Regions from separate parts of the Rattus norvegicus genome. Here regions 1 and 2 are each linked to region 3. Evidence: chromatin contacts called from public Hi-C data. All regions are on one chromosome and are shown on one strand. The core of a region is the stretch at or near the end of the contact, and the rest is flanking DNA. Distances in the headings are between cores, read along the strand shown.

Region 1 (3,551 bases), core at 580-3,079, 240 kb after region 3:
ACATATACCATGGGAGCTCGTGGGAGCTGGGAACATTGTTCAGCGCAAAGCACTTGCCTGGCATGTAGAGGAGCTGGACGCTGGACTTCATCCCCCGCACAAGAGTCAAGGGGCTTGGAACTAGTAAGGACCTGCTGGGAGCTGGCTTATCGAGCTTCCCGCTGGTCTGTATTTTCTACAATATACGTATATGGTTCTGCTGTCTATGAACTGCTGGTTTGGAGCAAACATTTACTCTAAAATTATCATTTTATGGCTTGCATTGTTGTGGGTACTTGGAATACAAACAGAGAGCAAAGTGACAACCAATGACCTCCTGGAGTCTACCTGGGAAGAGGCCAATGAGAAATAGCCAGTGTGAAGTCTGGCACTCTACCCACCCCATAACTATTTGTTTTGGTTTCTTGTATATCCTTCCAAAGTTTCTGCATGTACAGACAAATGACTATATTTCTCCCCATATATACACTAAACAGACACAGATAGACAGAGACAGACAGACAGACAGACAGACAGACACACACACACACACACACACACACACACACACACACACACACACACACACTGTTCTCTACCTTGGTGTTTTGTTTGTGGAGGCCTGGGGCTGACAGTCTTTTCCATTTCTCTCCTTATTCACTGTGACAGGATCTTCCAACTGAACCTGGACTTCATTATTTCAACCAGCCCAGCTGGCCTTTAGCTCTGGAGAATTCTGCCATCTCAGAGCTGGAATTACAGTGAGCCCCACATCTAGTGGCATTTATGTGGACGCAGTGGGAGTCTGAACTCCAGTCCTCAGCATCCGCTAAGCCATGTCTCCAGCCACCCATGTCTCACCGTTTCCACATAATGATCCCGTCCCCAACCCTCTTCTCCCCAATGGCACTCCACCTCTCAGTACACTGCCCTGAGCAAACGTGCACTGAGAGAGCTGCAAAGCCTGAAGCCTATGCTTTTGCAGACAGATGAGCACACCACCACCACCACAGCCGGAGAACCCAGAAACAGGTCTGCCTAATGTGACGGGAAATTGCATTTTTTTTTCCTATGTAGAGGAAACTGTGTCTTTAAAAATCGGCTCTTCTCAGCACACCAGCACACAGCCTCTAGGCAAACCAGGCCGTACCCAGGTTCAGGGTACTCACAGGCAGCTGTGGAACTGGGCTGGACTTGGCTAATCAGGTATTTGCTTTTTGACTTCTGAGACAGTACTGAGCGTGACCAGTTCTCTGAAGTCTAACCCACGGCCTGGTGCGCCGCTGCATCAAAGGAAATGCTTGCTGGAAAGAGTGAGATCCCAAAGCTCTTTTCCTTGGCAGCTGTGGTGCGATAGCACCACCAAGGGGAGCTCTGCTGCAGCACCTTATCCAACTTCCTCCCGAGAGGACACCAGGCGGCGGTGGACAGGGAATTAATCCGGCACAGTGAACGGCTGTACTAGGCTTCCAAGCATTCTCCGTGAGCTGAGCCAGCGGAGGGCGCCCTGCCTGAATGAGCATCCAGCCAGCCCTGGCCTGGCCTCCTCAGGTACGTGGTTACTGCACTGCCTGTAATCAAGGCACCTTGGTGCAGGGAGCCTTTCCTTCTCAGAGGAAACAAACACAGGCAAAAGTGTATGGCAAATATGAATCAAGGGGAGAAAAATGCAAAGACTATGAGGTAGAAACAATGCTGTCAGATACTGGTGGAAGTTGCAGGAAAGCAAAGAGCTCCTGCCATTCCTGGGACCCTGCCGCTTGGGAACCTGGCTGCAGTACTATGAGATGCTCACGCTCCAATGGCGAGGTCACCCAGAGAACTGAGGTGTTCCAGTCAACCCTGCAACGGGCCCCTGGCAGAGAGCTGATCGAACCAGTCCACTTGTGCAAGAGACTTCAAGTGCAATGCCATCCAGCCGAGCAATCAATCCCCTGCACTGAGAGGGATCACGACAAGCCCATGTTTTAGGCCACTGTGTAGGCAGGGGGTCCGGGACACAGTAACAGACAACACATGTCTGGCCAGACCAGGGCAAGATGGACAGTAAACTTAAGAACATTTGCCATGCATGGCTCTGTAAGAGCCCACGAGTTCCCCAGAGATTAAAAACGGACTATATATAGCCCCTCTCTATTCCAACTCCCTGATAACTATTTTCTCAATAAATATTTATTAAGTGGAAAAATGAATAATGCATGTATAGCTAAGTATTGATTATATTGACGGGAGGAAGTAAGGACATAACTAATTCAGAGACAGCAGATGTTTAGAGCCTGCAGCGGCCTGCAGCTCACATACTCGCACACACTCCCCTCGTGCTGCCTTCTGAAAGGGCGCTAAAGCACAGGATCTCACTCACGGCCTGGCCCTTGGGCTCTCCAAGATCTCTGAGGACTCCACACCATGCTTTTATCAATGAACACAGACAGATTTTAAAATTGAGAGCAACCTAAAATATGCATTAGTTCATTTAAATTAAGAATGAAAACTTTTTATGTGGACATAAATATTAGTTAATAAAGAATAACTCTCTAGTCATATGAAAATGACTATGAATCTTGCTTCAATGCGTTTACAAAACAGCTCCTAAATGCTGACACACTTACTCCACGGTGTGCTCCAAACCCCACATTTATTACCAGCATCACTGGTGTTACAGTGTCAACATTACCAGGAAGCAAATTCAATTCTGATTTCTGCCGAAAGCTCTTAACTCTGCAACCAACACCCATAGTTGTCCTGTTTGAAGTCATGAGCTCATTTAATTCATTTTAAAGTAAATGCCAGGTTTACATAACCACTGCTACTGGTTTTCTCATGTCAAAATTACATCCATCCAACAAGTGGCTAGTTTTTCGCAAGTATGTGCAGAGGGAAGGCATTGGGTCCTAGCACAGTGTCAGTGGGTTTATGCTAAGGTATGAGGGAAGGCACTAGGCTGTAGTATACTATAAGGCGGGTTTATGCTAAGGGGTGAGGGAAGATACTAGGCCTTAGTACAGTGTGGGTGGGTTTAAGCTAAGGGAAGACATTAGGCCTTAGTACGGTGTATTACGGTATGCTAAGGCCTGAGGGAAGGCATTGGCCCTCGTAGAGTGTGGGTGGGTTTACACTAAGGTTTTAGCCAACGATTTATTGTGACAGGGAATATGACAAAGTCTGATTCTAGGTCCCCCAAGGCCTGTAGACCACACTTGAAACAAGACAAAGCAATAATGAAACAAAAACAAACAAACAAAACTACCAAGTCCAAGAAGTGAGCATTCACCCAAAGGTGATGAGGGCAGGAGGGTCAGAGTCATCCTTGACTGTACAGCAATTCAAGGTCAACATGATACTGTCTCGAAACCACACACACACACACACACACACACACACACACACACACACACACACTCGTATCAGAATCACATTGTATAAAGATACTAAGTCTTCATGAGGACCAGTTTATGATCTAGTACTTCTTCAAGTAGTAGAGGATATGTCAGTGTGTCCCCCACCCTCGTGCTGGTCAGCCACAGTTTGTCTGTTGAGAGTCTGCACCAGTATCAGTCAGAGCTGGGACAGCT
Region 2 (3,321 bases), core at 401-2,900, 140 kb before region 3:
CTCTCTCTCTCTCTCTCTCTCTCTCTCTCTCTCTCTCTCTCTCTCCCTCCCTCCCTCCCTCCCTCCCTCTCTCTCTCTCTCTCTCTCTCTCTCTCTCTCTCTCTGAACAGGCAGCGAGCTGACCCGGCTGGGCCTTACCTCCTTTCTGTATGGTTCACGAAGGCAAGAAAAAGAAATGGTGGATTCATTGGGCTGTCCCTTTTCTGGCAGGGATGTGGGGGGGCTAGAGGCTGAAGCTGGATCGCTCTGGATGGCAGGGAGGGTCTGCAGGTAGCTGGGGTACTCTTGTGTCTTTGAGCAGCCTGAATAGTTAGGGCACATCAAGTCTGCAGAAGGCCCGAGGAGGCAGATAATTCCCTCAGAGGACCCTGTTCCTTTTGTTACCAGCTTGTACACATCTTTAACGACTCTCTTCCCAAGCCCCCAAGGCTAAGCCTATACTGTAAGACGAACTAGAGACAGTCAGTCAGACGGACAGACAGCAAGAACTGTGCACCCTTAATGATTGGAGGCCATTGGGGTATTCACACAAGCAGCCTGAGCTGCCCAGACAAAGAGCTGCCTTGTCCAAAGCTGTGGCCCTGCCTTTTATTTTTTTTTTTTTACAACCCCCACTGCTATGCGATTTGTCGTGACCTCGTACATCGAGGTGGCCGTGGCTGCATTTCAGAAGGATGTTAAGTGGCTCGGGGCTCAAAACTGGGAAGATCAGAAGGGGTTTTACTCGAGGGTGAGGGATGCTACACATTACACACACACACACACACACACACACACCTCAGTAGCCTTCACTTGTTAGCATATATCTTCTCCCTGTAAACTTGGCCGCCCACCACAGACACCTTGGCTCCTCTGCCTGATAAAGGGGAAGTTCTCGTGCCGGGCACTTGAGCATACACTGATATGGGGTGCGGGTCTTGCTGCCGGCTCCCCATGCTTCCTCTCCCTGTCCAGACAGAAGGGGCAGTGGGAGCTGGTTGATAGGAAAGTCCCAGAGGGGCAAACTGGCCAGGGGCCAGCTCAGCTTGAGAAGCATCTATTGAGCTCCCTGTGTATGACTGGGGACAGAGTACTCTGTAGGACCCAAGAAAGGAGGGACGTTCAAGCCAGCAACCCTTCCATGATCCTGTTCCCTCTGTGATCCCACCCCTCCACTGTCTGGCCCGGTTTTCCTACACTTAGATCTCAGAAAGCCAAGCAGCCAAAAAAAAAAAAAAAAAAAAAAAAAAATGCTCCCTAGGGGAAGTCACTAAAGGCAAACCCACCCTGTCATGAAGTTCCTTTTCTCTTTCTTGCTGTCAGTCTCCCCAGTCAGTGACCCTAAAGGGCTCGCTTGCAAAAGTTTGTTCTCTGGACTTTGTGTTTTCCCCATCTGCTCTACCGTCCTAGCTCCTGCTGGCTCAGACCCCAGCGCCAGCCCCTGTCTGTCCCTGCAAACACAAGTCAGCTGTGTGTGCAGACAAAGCTCAAAACTCCGTGGGGGCTGGGCCAAGCAGAAGGGACATTTCCAGGGAACTCTGGGGGCAATGGCTGGGAGGGCAGAGGCAACCGTCTGATTAGCAGGGACTCGGCGGCACAGTCTAAGGCAGAGAGGGTGCGGGGGCCTTGGCTGGTCCCCAGGGGCCAGTGGCTGTGGGTGGTGACCAGGGGAGGCAGCCAGGCTGGAAGAAATCGGCTGTTTGAGAAGTGGAGGAAACCGGCTGGAGCGGAGAGATAACAGCGTGTTCTCTGTGTGTCTGTGTGCGTCTGCGTCTGCCGGCGAGGGCGACTGGAGCCAGGCGGTCTGAGGCCGTATCTAGTGAGATTTTTGTCCTGGGTTGTGAAAGTGACCCATGGAGCCAGCAGCAGGGTTCAGGGCCTGGGAGAGAGGACACGTGTCCCTGGCCTCCTCCCCATGTCTTGTGCTGGTCTCCCCCTTGCTCCCTTGGTCAAAGAGTAGAAGGCAGGGGAGGGGGAGGTTGGCAGGGGTGGGCAGCATCCTTAATACAGAGGAAATGGTAAAAAAAAAAAAAAAAAAAAAAGGCCCAGCTTTCAGCTTGATTGAGCCACTCGTTTGACGTATGAACTTGAATACTTCCCCTAATATTTCTGGCTGTCGCGGTCTCCTTGACTATAAAATGGGATTATTTATACCTTCCCCTGCATTGCCCACCAGGTGGTTGGAAAGTTCTTACGAAATAAGGGTGTGAAAATGGTTGGTAAATGGTAGAGTGCCACATGCAAAAACTCAAAATGATGGGCACAGCTATCTCCCCTGGTCTGCTTAGGGAAGACTTGGTCAGAGCACCTTGCCATGGGAGGCAGAGGAGGGAGTGCCAGATATGGACCCTGAGGCTCCCAAGAAGGTGACTCCATCAGTAACGAGGCAGGAAGGGATTTCTCCCTGGGTGGGAGGCTCGTTCCTAGGTCGTCCTCCCAGGGAGCAGGTGGCCTGGGTTGAGCATGGACTCCTCCAGGGAGACAAGAAAGCTGAACAAAGACTCACCCGTGGTAGCCAGGGGTCTGCCTGCCCGGGAGACAAATGACAACTGCTCAGAAATGTGGGGAAGCACCTTGCTTTGCTCCCTTAAGCCTCAACTGCCAGGTCACCTTCTCGCTCCACCATGTCCCCGACCTGGAAAGCAGCCAGATGATCTGGAAACTCAGAAGGAGCTGGCAAGAGTGACAAGACTGTGAGTCTATGAGTCTGAGAGAAGCTGAGCTATTTAAAGCATGCAGCGTGGGGCGAGGGGGGAGGGGGGCTGAGTGCCACCTACCCCAGGGGCCTCGCAATAGCTTGCCCTTCCTTGGCCCAGATCCTGTACCACAGGGCATCCACAGGAACATGGGTCAGATGTCCGGGCTCCGAGAAGCTGCAGCTGATATGGCATGAAAGGGCAGCTCAGCCTGGCCTAGGGTTTGGGTCCTTTCTTCTGATCCTCCAGGCTGAACTGATCCAACCACATAGGCGCCTTGGTCTCCTGTGCCTTGTAAAGAAGGCTGGTACTTAGATTCCTGAAGAGGAGTCTAATCCTGCAGTCCCAAATAGAGAGGGGCAGTGGGCAGGAGCAGGAACTTTGCCTGGTTGCCACTTCCTGTTTCTGGGTCAGATTTTGTAACACACTCCAGGTTAATATAATATCATGTACATACACGCACACACACACATACACACACATATGTATATATGTATGGTTATATAATATCACGTAATACATGCACACACGCATATAACACACACATACAACATACACATGTATGTATGTATAGTTAATATAATATGTACATACACTCACACACATTGTATGTATGTATGTATGGTTAATATAATGTCACATACAT
Region 3 (3,565 bases), core at 116-2,615:
CCGCACACCATGAAGAAGTCGGGCGCCGAGTTGGGGCAGCAGGCGCAGGCGACAGCAACAACAGCAGGGGCCCGGGCAGAAGCGGCGGCGGCCCGAGGGGCGCTCCGTGGCATGCGCCAGTCTCCCGGAGGCCGGGGCGCGCGCGGGGGCCCAGGGGCGCCCGCCGGGGATCGGGGGCCTGCGCTTCGGCTGCCCCACCCGGCGCGGCCCGCGCCCTGCGCGGCTCTCGGGCCCCGGCGTGCCCCTGAGGAACGCGGCCGCCGCTTCCCTGGGGGCGGCCGAGGCAGCCCCGGTCGACGCCTCTCCCCAAAAAGGCCCCCCTACAGTGGCTCCCGAGTGTCGGGCTCGCCAGCCTCGGCTTCCTACATGGAAGATCCTCAGGGGCAAAAAACGAAAGACGTTAGGCTGAGCTACTGAAGGGAGGAAAAAGCCTCTTTCCCCCTTGCTAAGCAACTTAATTTGGGGGTGGGGAGAAGCAGGCAATTAAAAAAAAAAAAGGCAGGCACACGATTTATTTTTTTCTTCTATATCCTTAGTAACCGGATCTCCTCGAATTCTGTGCACGCGAAGACTTGAGGGAGGGGGCCGAGTAGACTTCACCCCTCGTGAGATGTCTGGAGGGTCTCTCAAAAACCCCAAAACCAAATATGCAAAGCCCCCAGTGAAAAAACACACCACCTTCTCGCACCTCGGAGGTCTGGAGGGCACCGGATGGAGCCGGGGTTTAAAAAGAGAAAATGTTTACAAAGTAGAACAAGATGTTGGAAGGGTGGGGGGAAAAACCGTATCCACGAGTTACATCCCCTTTTTTTCCTTGCTGAACCCCGCCGGTCTTCCTTTCCTTTTCTTCTGTCAAAAAAAAAAATCGTATTTCTTTTAATCCACAGAAAGGTCTGGTTAGGCTGCTTCAATCTTGCGTATCTGGGTGTTTTAGAGTCTCTGGTCTTTCCTCCTGCGCTCCCGGGGGCCCAGGTCCTCGGCGGGGACTTCCTCCGCGCTGGGGAAGCAGGGACAGAAGATGCTGCGGCGGCGGCTGCGCCCCGGGGGGCTGTCAGCGCGGGGGAGGGCGGCGCGGCGGCGGGCTCCGGCGGGTCGCAAGCTCTCGCCCCCGAGGGCACAGGCGGCAGGCTAGCTAGCGTGGGGGCTGCCGGTGCCCCTTCTCCTGGCCGAGGGTGGTCGCTGGGGCTGCTCGCATAAGCTGCTGGCCCCGACCCGACAGTGGCGGCAGGAGGCCCGGGTGTCCTCTCGCAGCCTCTTCCTCCGAGACTCTCTTCGTCGCGCCCGGGAGCCTCCTCGTCCCCCGTCCGCCCTCTCCTGGCGCTCGAGTCCTTCTGCCGCCGCTGGGGGCTCGCCGCGCCGCACTCAGGGACTCCGGGGCCGAGCGCTCGGCGGCGTGGCGCCGGCTGGCTGGCTGCGTCTCAGGCAGCTCTCCGGCGCGGCGAGCGGACCGAGCGAGGCGCCCGGCTGGCTCTGCTGGCGCTGCTCGGGGACAAGATCCTCTGTGCGCCGAGCAGCGAGCGAATGTGCCCAGGGCTCGCCGCCTCCCGCAAGGCCTCCCGCCTCCGCCCCCTTCCCTCCCCCCTCTACCCCTCCCTCCCCCGCCCCCAGCCGCCGCCGCCTCCTTCCCGCCCCCCCACCCGTCCCTCCGCTCGGCTGGTTCCACTGCGCAGTGGCGCGCCCGGCTCCGGCCTCGTCACGTGGCCGTCTAGACACCCTGTCGCTTTAAAAAAAAAAAAGCGATTGTGTTTCGCAAACAACAGATCGGGTTTCTAAAAGCTATTTCAACCCCCCTCCCAGTTACCGCCACCCTCTCCCAGGTCTACAGAGGGGTACCCACGGGCGGAGGGAGGTGGGAGGCCGAGACGGCCCCGGGGGTCGGCGGAGACCCAGGGGGAGCAGGGGGAAATCGGAAGAGCTGGGGGCGTGGAGCGGGCGAGTTTGGAGCGGAATGAGCCGGTCAGTGGCCCGATTTAGACCAGTGGAGCTCGCCGGGGCGCTTCATTCATTCGTTTTGTTTTAAGGCCCTGGCGGCGGATCCCTTGGAAAGGGGAGGAGATCGCTGTCTGTTTCAAAGACATTTACACCGGCCAGGACAGAGGCCCTGGGAAGTGTGCGCTAGAGGGAACAGCCGGGCGGCCGAGGGCGGAGAGGCGGCGCGAATGTGACCTCAGCGGCCGCCGCGCTCCCTCCCGCCCTCTCCCGCTCCGGGCTCGGGTTTCTAGGACTGCCTGGAGAAGTGTGTCTTGTGCACAGCTCTGGAATGCATTTGGCAGGCTGACGAGCAGCGAGGGGCAGCATCCTGGAGGGAGGAGGGGTGCAGCTCGCCTGCGCGCCGCCGTCAGGTTTCCTCCGGGCTTGGAAGACCTCCGGCACCCGCCACTCGGCCTCCTGGCGCGCGAACGTTACCCAGTGAGCAGACCTGCTTAGAGCATTCAATCGCATGCGGGGCCTACTTGGGGTCAGAGAGTTTTTCCCTTGACCTCAGGTTCCAGAGAAAGCTATCCCCAGATGCAGGTGACTGCTTGGAACTAGAAAAGGTATTTGTCAAGCGAAAGTCCTGTGGGTGCTGGTCTGAGGATAGTACTAGGGTGTTAAATGTGACTGAGACAACTAGTTGGCATGGTGACCCAGACTCACATATTTATTGGGTTTTTTTGAAAAGTCTCTTGAGGGGCTGGGGATTTAGCTCAGTGGTAGAGCGCTTACCTAGGAAGCGCAAGGCCCTGGGTTCGGTCCCCAGCTCCGAAAAAAAGAACCAAAAAGAAAAAAGAAAAAAGAAAAGTCTCTTGAAATTGTAACAGGATAGTAATAAAACTCATGGGGGTGGGGTAAAGATTTTTTACCAAATGTGGACTGTAATTATTTCTTCCAACCGGAATTATATGTTCTGACCAGTAACTTCTGTTTCTAACCTGATAGATACTTTCAAGGGCTGGAAGTATAATTCATTAGAGGTCCTGGGTTGAGTTACTAGCAACTCAAACAAGGTAGGAGTCAAGGTAGGAGTTAGGTCTGCAGACCATTCCCCTACCGCACTATATGATAAAAAAAAAAAAGAAAAAAAAGAAAACCACAAGTTTGTCACATGATCCTCTCCCGGCGTGGGAGCCCTAAGTTGTGGAAGGAAGACAATATCGTCATCAACAAGACTGGACAGATAGTGGCACGTAGGCAGTTACTGGGTAGCATAGTAATTTTGCTAAAAATTAAAATGCCGCTTATTGGAATTGGGTGTGAGCACTCTAAAGCAAACTGGGGAGAAGACAGCACTCAAGACCAAAGAAGGAGGGGAAGAGGGATGACCCCACCATTACAGACAGGGGATGAATGACCTAAGAGACAGAAATGCAGTCTAGGAAATGTGTCATCTGGGCTGGAGAGATGGCTCAGCGGTTAAGAGCCACCAGGTCCTGAGTTCAACTCCCAGCAACCACATGGAGGCTCACAACCGTCTGGAATGGGATCTGATGCCCTCTTCTGGTGTGTCTGAGGGCAGCTACAGGGTACTCATATAAATAAACCTTTAAAAATAAATAAAATGTGTCGTCTTAGAATGGGAAGGGGC

Evidence for each region. Hi-C and Micro-C count contacts between places; a contact is called where the count stands out from the background.
Region 1: a contact with region 3 is called in a Hi-C map of liver, with 4 times the contacts expected there. The contact joins the enhancer-like site here to the promoter of Smad7 in region 3. A contact is called at or near these places in 4 of 12 Hi-C or Micro-C datasets (the A7r5 cell line, the Rat2 cell line, Schwann cells and 1 more) and 1 of 1 datasets of contacts at active chromatin or transcription factors (oligodendrocytes).
Region 2: a Hi-C map of kidney shows a contact between it and region 3, with 2.3 times the contacts expected there. The contact joins the enhancer-like site here to the promoter of Smad7 in region 3. A contact is called at or near these places in 10 of 12 Hi-C or Micro-C datasets (the A7r5 cell line, Schwann cells, frontal cortex and 5 more) and 1 of 1 datasets of contacts at active chromatin or transcription factors (oligodendrocytes).

The regions. Positions count from the first base shown.
Region 1 is chr18:71,022,954-71,026,504 of GRCr8, reverse strand. The region is part of intron 13 of Dym (dymeclin); the gene reads right to left. Among named protein-coding and RNA genes, the nearest start is that of Dym, 140 kb to the right of the region's middle. Within about 2 kb of position 1,829, at least 5 of the 93 cell types and tissues checked have an H3K27ac peak or open chromatin away from gene starts, as enhancers often do. A contact at or near this core is called in liver, where this site is marked.
Region 2 is chr18:71,403,275-71,406,595 of GRCr8, reverse strand. The region is part of intron 10 of Ctif (cap binding complex dependent translation initiation factor); the gene reads left to right. Among named protein-coding and RNA genes, the nearest start is that of Smad7, 140 kb to the right of the region's middle. Within about 2 kb of position 1,650, at least 54 of the 93 cell types and tissues checked have an H3K27ac peak or open chromatin away from gene starts, as enhancers often do. A contact at or near this core is called in the A7r5 cell line, Schwann cells, kidney and 1 more, where this site is marked.
Region 3 is chr18:71,261,308-71,264,872 of GRCr8, reverse strand. It overlaps Smad7 (SMAD family member 7), which reads right to left and starts at 1,365. Exons shown (of 4, transcript NM_030858.2): 1 at 1-1,365.